Regions from separate parts of the Hordeum vulgare genome. Here region 1 is linked to region 2. The links are chromatin contacts, called in public Hi-C maps. All regions are on one chromosome and are shown on one strand. Each heading gives the region's core, a stretch centred on a gene start, on an enhancer-like site or on the middle of the called end of the contact. The rest is flanking DNA. Distances are from core to core; before and after follow the strand shown. Region 1 holds the start of LOC123429951 (ubiquitin-conjugating enzyme E2 5-like). Region 2 holds the start of LOC123429935 (silicon efflux transporter LSI2-like).

Region 1 (4,585 bases), core at 996-3,495, 900 kb before region 2:
TACTTAGCAACTACAAAATTAGTTCAAACTATGGCATAGGACAAACAAATAACTAAAGTTGTGTATAGTATTGAGGATGGGAAATAAGATTCGAGCATCCTTTGAGTACAATTCTAAGCACAGCATGAGGCATCTTGTAATGGGGTTTTTTTTGTCCCTCGCCGGGGGGGGGGGGGGGGGGGGGGGGGATTAGCATGTGTTACTACTTACTACTCCCTCCGTTCGTTTTTATAAGATGTTTCAGACAGCTTGCTTTGCACTAATTTAGGCAGTGTCTGAATGTCTAAAACGTCTTATAAAAGAGAACAGAGGGAGTAGTAATTATTCAATTAACTTCAGTTTGTATATGTTAGTATGAAGAACATCTGTATTGGCAGCCCTAGGATGAAAGAACTAACCAACCCAATTAGATCCTTAACATGTTCACAAAACAGCAAAGAACCAGATCTGACAAGATCCACCTGAGACAAGGAGAAATGCCTCAACATCAACCAGGAAAGGTCTAGAAAACACTAGAATAATAAAAGCTCTAAAGTGGCAAACTGGCGATTCCCTTAATAACAATGTTATAGAACACACAAGTTACGGTGTTACTGTATGGTTGTTGATAAAGCTACAAAATTAGTTTAAGAACTATGCACAAGCACTTTATCCAAAAAATAGAACAGGTAGGATGGAGTGCGCCCAGTTGTATTGATATTTTATAGTAGTTAAACCAAAGGGTTGTTCATATGTTTTTGTTTACACAACATAACAGAACAAGCATACCAAGGAAGACTGTACGATCTATATACTCATAGTTGGCTAGCTTATATTGCATGCCATATCAACAAAGACAACAAAATAACTAAAATGTGTCTCCAATCTTGCAAGGTTGCATGGCATATGAAAGGCATAGATCAGTAGAGAAATGTTGTGAGCAAGGATTAGATAATGAGACTCAAGACTCGATATCAATAACAAATAGTGGACAATGTTGAACCAAATCACCTTTCACTTTTTGTTCATAAGCAGGGCGATCTCGCATCATAAGCGCAGCAGCCTCTCCGTTTAATGGATCAGACGGATTTGGGTACAACAGAAGTTGTGGAAGGAAGACTTCGAACACATTTACTAGATCTACAACAATCCCAAATAAAAATAAGATGAGATACAGAACCTATAATCAGGGAGTGCTCATACAAATAGTAGGCAGCAAGTGCTCACCAAACATTGGGCTCCATGTCTGGTTGATAACATCTAAACATACCGAACCAGACCTACATTTTGCAGGCAAACAAAAAGTAGGTCAGACCAGTGCGAATTTTGTTACTTATGCTAACCAAAAGAATTTGATGGTAAAAACGCTCACATTTCATCCACATTCGGGTGATAAATCTTATTAATGAAACCAATTGACGGAGATTTGTAAGGATATGCATCAGGCAGTTCTACTCTAACCTTCCAGACACCACCTTGATAAATACCTATCAAATTTAGAACACATCCACAATTGATTAGAAATATAGCCGCTCTTTCCATACAATAGAAAAAATATACTGTACTTAAATTCACCAAATTGCGAAGATGCTCCAGGGCAAATGAACAAGCGAGCAATTCATCTGCAAACGAAACCTAAATCTTGAGCTAAACCACTTGTAAATGATAACTTGTCATACGATCAACAGGGGGTTCACAATTTCCGCCAGAGTTGCTTTGCAGTACATCTAGATCAGAAATCGGGAACATAAACGCGGATCATGAACCCAATAAACAGGATTGAAACCGGATTTTGCGCAAGGACCGTACTTTCAGTAGGCCCTCGGAATTCCACGAAGAATTCTTGCATCCCATCGTTCACCATCTCCACCTTATAGTCGCTCATCATCCTGCAAACAACCAAGAACCGCCCCACAAGAAAATCAGATTAAAACCGAGCCTCCAAGGAAGGAATCAATCGCTTGTACCCAACAAGAAAAACAATTTCCAAGATCCTCACAGCTTCATGAGGTCCATCTCGCGGCGCTTGCTTGGGGAGGACATCTTGGGGGCAAAAAAGATGAAATCTTTCCTTTCTCCTCCGGAGACGCGTCTCCTGGGCGTGGGGATAAGGGAGGAGGCAGAGAAAAGAAAAGGAGAAAGAGATTGAGCTGCTTGTGACGGTGCGTGCGTCGTCCTCCTCCCTGTGCCTGCGCGAGATTTATTTTATTTTTATTGCTGCCGCAGAGAGAGAAGGCGGGGAACAGGGAGGCGAGACAAGCACAGCAGAGAGGAAGAAAAGGGACAAAGCTAAATACCTTTTTTACACAATCAATAAACGTCCTCTTTATATTTATTTTTGCGCAAAAGCCCCCAGATATATATTGAAGGACCAAACAGCAGTACAAGCACCCCAAAGAAACCAGAAATTACATCCAGGTCCAAAGAGTAGCAAGCAACCTCATCTACCAACATGAATCAAGGGCGCGCCGCGGCCGCTTCACCCGAAGCCAGCCAGATCTTGAATCTCACGACATCTACGCGAACGGGGAGTATTCGATCTTCAGTCCAAGAGGACCAACACAACAAGAGGAAAGTCACCGCCGATGAGACCCATCACATACCCGAGGAGCACAAAATGTCATCGGCATAGGGAACGACCACCACCACCACCAGAGGAACAACCGAACCTCCAGCCAGTGAAGGAGGAAACCTAACTCGCGAGCTCCTCGATGACGTCTCCTCTGGCCAAACATGACCGAACAAAGAGGGAGATTGAGGAGGAAAACGTTGCACCACACCATCCCCTCCGTTGGACGACGTTGATGATTAGGCTGAAAAACTCCAGCAACGCCGCCCAAAACCGAATGCTTCCAAATGCCACGTCGGGGAGGAGGAAGGATGAAAGATCCATTATTCGAAGCCAATGTCAAAGCCTCCATGACACCGACACCTCTAGGAACTAAAACTACCATATCTACATGCCTGGGCAAGTATCGACATCCCCACCTCCTCCAACTGCTAGATCGGTGACCGGAGGAGGCTAGGATCCATGACCTCGCTAGCGGAAGGTGGCTATTTGTGGCTTCACTCCTTGTTTCATCTCTCTTCTTATCTCGATTACTATTATGATTATTTAATTGTAATCATAGCTACATCATATAGAAAAAGAGAAACAAGTTCACTAGGAGCATCTTCAATCCATTCACCACAAAAGGAGCTTCCATATGACAATCTTAAAATATGAAACAACAGAATCACAAAGTCGTGTGGTAGCAATCCTCAAAAATGGTAGTCGGGTGACCTTTAGCTATCATGGTCTCTACAACTTCATGATATCGGAGTTGACAATTATCTTATTGTGGTCGGCTGAGAAGGATAGAGAGGGCCCAAAAGTGAAGGGCCATTGCTTTGGCTATCAAAGCATCAGAGCCCTACTCGATCCTTTTACACATGTTTTCCTGCCATATAATTACACCAAGGGATCCTTGCAACATATCAGAATCAAAGCGTGTAGCAACTTCAAGCTTAACAAGGTCCCTCGGAGGGGGTGCAGCCTTTGGAATATAAGCGGTCGTAAAGTTTGATGCAAGGGCACAAAGAGACGAAGTTATGATCATGGCATCCTCTGGTGATTCATCATGCACTAGTTTCGTCCTTTGCCACCAAAAATATTGTAACGCCCAACATGTGGTACTAGCCCCAACGAAGAATTTAGAATCCTCGCCAAGGAAGAAGCATATATTGGTTTCCCCAACACATGACTTTATAAATACAAGTAGGGTCATATGTTATTAATAAGGTGGACATCGCAATAAATACAACTACTCATGAATAGAAGAGTTTAATACGAGATACAATAGGGCATACATATGCCAATACATAAATATTTCACCAATTAGAGGTCAACACGACCAACATTACATCAATCTATGAAATGGAAGAAGGAACGGAATTGAGTACGGACAAGAACCAAATATGCCTAAGAGGCAAGATAAATAAATAGCGTCCACTCTTCTAATCCTAGGTCGCCAACATGGATTTCATACTAATGATCATCGTCAAAGAAGAACAAAAATTAACTCCACGTATAATGTTCCTGCTCTCCTTGTAGAGCAACTTATCTATACCTGCACTCGGGGTTGTTGTGGTATTGTGAGTCATTAAGACTCAGCAATAACATTACCAAGGGTACTAAGACTAGCATCATTTTTTAGGTATGATATGGTTTAAGTGGTGAGGTTCACTACAAAAAAAAATCCATGATAATACACACTTGTCACAGCAGGTCACCTTTTGTGTCGCGTATCAACATCGACGATGATTTTATGATGGAATCAAGATAGTCATACATGTGTTGTCGCAAAAGTCTTTCATGACAATAATCCATTTATCATCACGAAAGATTTCACTTCCATGATGATAAATGGAATGTCATGGAAGTGTTTTCGTCAATGGTAACCGACATGTGGCAGCCACCGTAGTGGGTCATTGAAAGGACGCAGATGTCGCCTAAATGGGGGTGAATAGGCGCTTTAAAATAATTACGTTTTAGGCTTGAACAAATGTGGAATAAAACTAACGGTTAATTTGTCAAGCACAAAACCTAAAACAACTAGGCTCACCT
Region 2 (4,210 bases), core at 1,339-3,838:
TATATATTCTATTAGATTTGCAGCTCTTTTTTGTTTTCATATTATATACATAAACTGTTAGAAATAATCAAGTGTTGGCAATTCATCAATTATTTCAATCTAGGGACATTTGAAACATTTCAATAGACAACTCATACAACAATTATATGCTAGAATCATAAAAAAAACTGAATAGATCATTCTGTAGCTAGACAATTTTATGGACAGTTTCCAGAATTATTTCGAAACAGGCTTTCGCCCCACTTTATTTATAAAGCACATAGACCAGAATCCATACATCATATCTCAACAAAGAAATAAAAAAGAGGGTCCGCTGGGGCAACAACACAATCCAGCCACAGAAAAGAGAAGACACAAAAAAAGCCATCACAGGAACAAGCTAAGAAGCAAGCGAGGTAGAGGAGATCCGTCGGGCGGCCACCATCAACGCGTCCAGGTAGCGCTGAAGCCGGTCCCGGTCTCGAGGCCTAACGAGCGGATGCCAGAGCTGCAAGAAGGCAAGGAATTTGAAGAACGAGTCAGATGCACGTCGCTGAAACACACTCTCAATCACCATCTTATTGCGAGTAGTCCAAAGAGTCCACGTCATAGCTGCAAAGACCAGCCAAAACAGTTGGCGTTTACGGCCGACCTGGGTGGCCCGCACCTGCAGAAAATCTGCAAGGTTATAGGCCTCCCACTCCGGCCCCAGAGCCTCGTGTACAAAGCACCACAGTGCCTGTGCCGCAATGCAAGAGAACAGAATATGAGAACCAGTCTCCAGGACGTGGCACATGGGACAAATGCCGTTACCCGGACCATGGTGTTTCAGCACCTCGGTCCCAAAAGGTAAACGGTCTCGGAGAAGCTGCCAAACAAAAATCTTAATCTTCAAGGGCAACGGTGCCTTCCAGAGTGGGGATAACCACGGGAGGACCGGCATCCTACACAACGCCAAGTAGGCCGAACTAACAGAGAATTCTCCCGAGGGAGAAAGACTCCAAGAAACACTACCGCTGAGCGCCAAGACCGGGAGGGGAACCACTGCCAGTAGTAATTCCCAGTCCTGGACCTCAGCTGAACCAAGTGGACGGCGGAAAGAAACATGACATCCGTCCTCCAACGCGAGACAAGGACAACAGAGTCGGAGCAGATAGCAAAAAGCCTTGGAAAACGAAAGCGTAGAGGCTCCCCCTCCAACCAGGATCTAACCAAAACTTGGTCCCAGACCCATTGCCCACCGAGACACGCAGACCCAACCTAATCTCGTGCTTAATGCTCTGGATAGATTTCCAGAACTGCGATCCTTTCGCGAGCGAGCAGGCTAAGAGGGGTCTGCGTCGAAGGTACTTGGCCTCAATCAATTGAAGCCACAAACCCCCATCACCCTGCAGGATCCGCCACACCCAACGGAGCATCAGGGCCACGTACATGCGGCGGGACACAGGTATGCCCAAGCCCCCTCGGTCTTTTGGCACGCAGATGTCGGCCCATTTCACCATGTGATACTTGGGTCTACCATTTCTTGCCTGCCAAAAGAATCTAGTCAGCTCCTTGTCAAAGGCGTTGTGCACACCTTCGGGCAAGAGATATATCCCCATCATATACATGGGGAGGCTCGCAAGGTTAGAGCTTATGAGAATGGATTTGCTACCTTTAGATGTGAACCTGCCGCACCAAGGCTCCGCACGGGACGCTACTCGTCCCACAAGCGGATCAAACCCACTAACCAGAATCCTGGACTCAGCCAGGGGCATTCCCAAATAAGAGATGGGAAAAGCTGTCAGCTTGCAGTTAAGGTTCTCCGCGATCCTGTGCTGCTCAGCCTCAGAATAGCTCAGGACCACCACCTCACTCTTATCAAAGTTAATCTTAAGTCCAGACATTTCCTCGAGGCAGAGCAAAAGGAACTTAAGATTAGCAATGTCCGAGTCCGAGCCTGAGACCATTATCATGGTGTCATCCGCATATTGGAGGTGGGAAACCCCACCACCCGGGATGAGGTGCCCAACCACCCCCTGGATATGCCCGGCTAGCTTTGCCTTATCCAGGATGCCAGCAAGAGCGTCAACAGCGAGATTAAAAAACAGGGGGAAGATAGGATCTCCTTTCTTGACCCCCCTGGAAGCCCGAAAAAAAGGGCCTACTTCACCATTGATATTGATCGCGGTGCTACCGGATCGAACCAGTTGCATGATCCAGAAACACCACCTCTCGTCAAATCCGCGCCGCTGCATTATCAACCTCAAAAAGGACCAATCAAGACGGTCATACGTCTTCTGAAAATCCAGAATTATGATTGTGAAGAATTACAAGGTGATAAAAACTGGCCCTAAGGCTCGTGGCCGAGGCTGACTGAGGCCACCCACCCCATCTCCGTGCGTGTCAATCGAGTGAAAACGTTTTGTATGGCGTTGATCTTTCCTTGTCAAGCAATTAACGATATGTGTTTGTACGTATGCGGTGATGCTAGGGACGCCCAGCGCTGTGTCAAAGGCTCAATCACACGCTGGAAGAGTACAAAAGGAAATCAAGACGAAGCTCCAAATCAAGGAGGCCTTGCGCAGTGCCCGCGTGGCTCTCGGCGGCCTATTTATACGCACCCCCTCCCATCACACATATCACTCTGCAGCTAGCTTGCACGGCAGTGCATGCCCATATTTCTTCTTTTCTAGTACAAGCTACAAGCCATTGATATTTCCCTAGCCGGATCTTTAGGCCGCGCGGCGAGAGGGGAAAATCGGCCGCATGCGTGTGTCGATCGCTCTGGTGTGGCCTCGTAATGTAAGCTCACTCTCTCTCTCTCTCTCTGCTCGTAGCGTAGCATGCATGCAGCTGGGTGGCTTCGTTTAACAAGAGTTGTTGAGTTTAATTTGAAGATAAACGACGATGCATCCATGTACTACTACATAGTACCACACAACCATTATCTTGTATGCCTTGGTACGGAAGGATTTCGCCACGCCATGCATGCCGATGCGGACGGTCCCTCCGTCACATATGCTGATATGCATGCATGTTCCCAGATTTGGTCTTGGTCCCAAGTTTCGACACTCTGTTCAGAGTTCGTACCTGGCACTACTAATAGTACGTCAATGTGTTGTTAACTTTATGAAGTAGTTTAATAAAGTATGCAGATCCAGCTGCATACCAATAAGCTATGAAATTCTTTCTTGTGCGGGATGAAATTCACCGCTTGGCAAATGTGGTCAGCAATACTCCACACGAGACACGACCCACCTCAATTCACCAGAATTCAAGTCATAAATTTCGCATCAATGCTCTTATTTTCTTGAATTTGTCCTGTGTAGGCCTGTAACGACTTCGTCAATATTAGAATGATGTGCCGATTTGAAAAACTTGTGTTATAGACTTAGGATGTGTGTCATATACTCCCTCCGTTCTTAAATATAAGTCTTTTTAGAGGTTTTACTAATGAACTACATACGAATGTATATAGACATATTTTAAAGTATAGATTCACTCATTTTGCTTCGTATGTAGACCGCTAGTGAAATCTCTTAAAAGACTTATATTTAGGAACGGAGCGAGTAGATGAGTATACGTTAGTGATTTTGATTTTCTGTGTTAAAAAAAAAATATACCATCTGCCTGCCCAAGCACGCAGGAAGAAATTACCCACACGGGCCGCAAACTGCACGACTCACTCTCACACCGATGGGGAGCTCACAGTAGCCCGAGGCCAAAACAAAACATGGACGTTGCTCTCCCGGTCACTCTCCGAGGCAACAAGCACCACACACCTCTCCCGTCGCTTCGCACGCTCCGTACGCCCGAGAGCGTCTCCTCTCAGAGGGGTCAGGTCGACTCGCCTCTCCTCTCATCCGTAGCCGTGTCACGTCGCAGCAGTCAAGATCGCGTCTTGATGAACTGCCAGCCAGCCTCTTTTGGAGTTTCCCGGGGGCCCATAAAAACTTTTGTGCACCAAGTCTGGGAAAGTATAGGACAGCCAGTCCCCACGGCCGGCGTATGTGCGAAAAATGGATGTTAGCCCGGCTGTCACCTCCGCCTGGACCTCGAGCGAGTGGCCGTCGTCGCGCCAAGCTTTTCTACGGAGCGCGCGCTTGGGTCTTTTGACCTGTTTTCAAGTGACACCGATGGTATACTCGTCGCGGCCAGTTTATGGGAAACCGACCTATCAGATTGGACTAGAGGGCGACCATGCGAATGTGATGCCCGGCCGGTCCTTGTCGCCGCACGCGACTGAGCT

The links. Hi-C and Micro-C count contacts between places; a contact is called where the count stands out from the background.
Region 1: a contact with region 2 is called in a Hi-C map of leaf, with 3 times the contacts expected there. The contact joins the promoter of LOC123429951 here to the promoter of LOC123429935 in region 2. A contact is called at or near these places in 2 of 6 Hi-C or Micro-C datasets (leaf and seedling).

The regions. Positions count from the first base shown.
Region 1 is chr1H:248,864,973-248,869,557 of MorexV3_pseudomolecules_assembly, reverse strand. LOC123429951 (ubiquitin-conjugating enzyme E2 5-like) reads right to left here and starts at 2,245. Exons shown (of 6, transcript XM_045113919.1): 1 at 1,979-2,245; 2 at 1,789-1,868; 3 at 1,352-1,601; 4 at 1,207-1,259; 5 at 991-1,119. The coding sequence starts at 2,022.
Region 2 is chr1H:247,969,274-247,973,483 of MorexV3_pseudomolecules_assembly, reverse strand. LOC123429935 (silicon efflux transporter LSI2-like) reads left to right here and starts at 2,588. Exons shown (of 4, transcript XM_045113902.1): 1 at 2,588-2,763.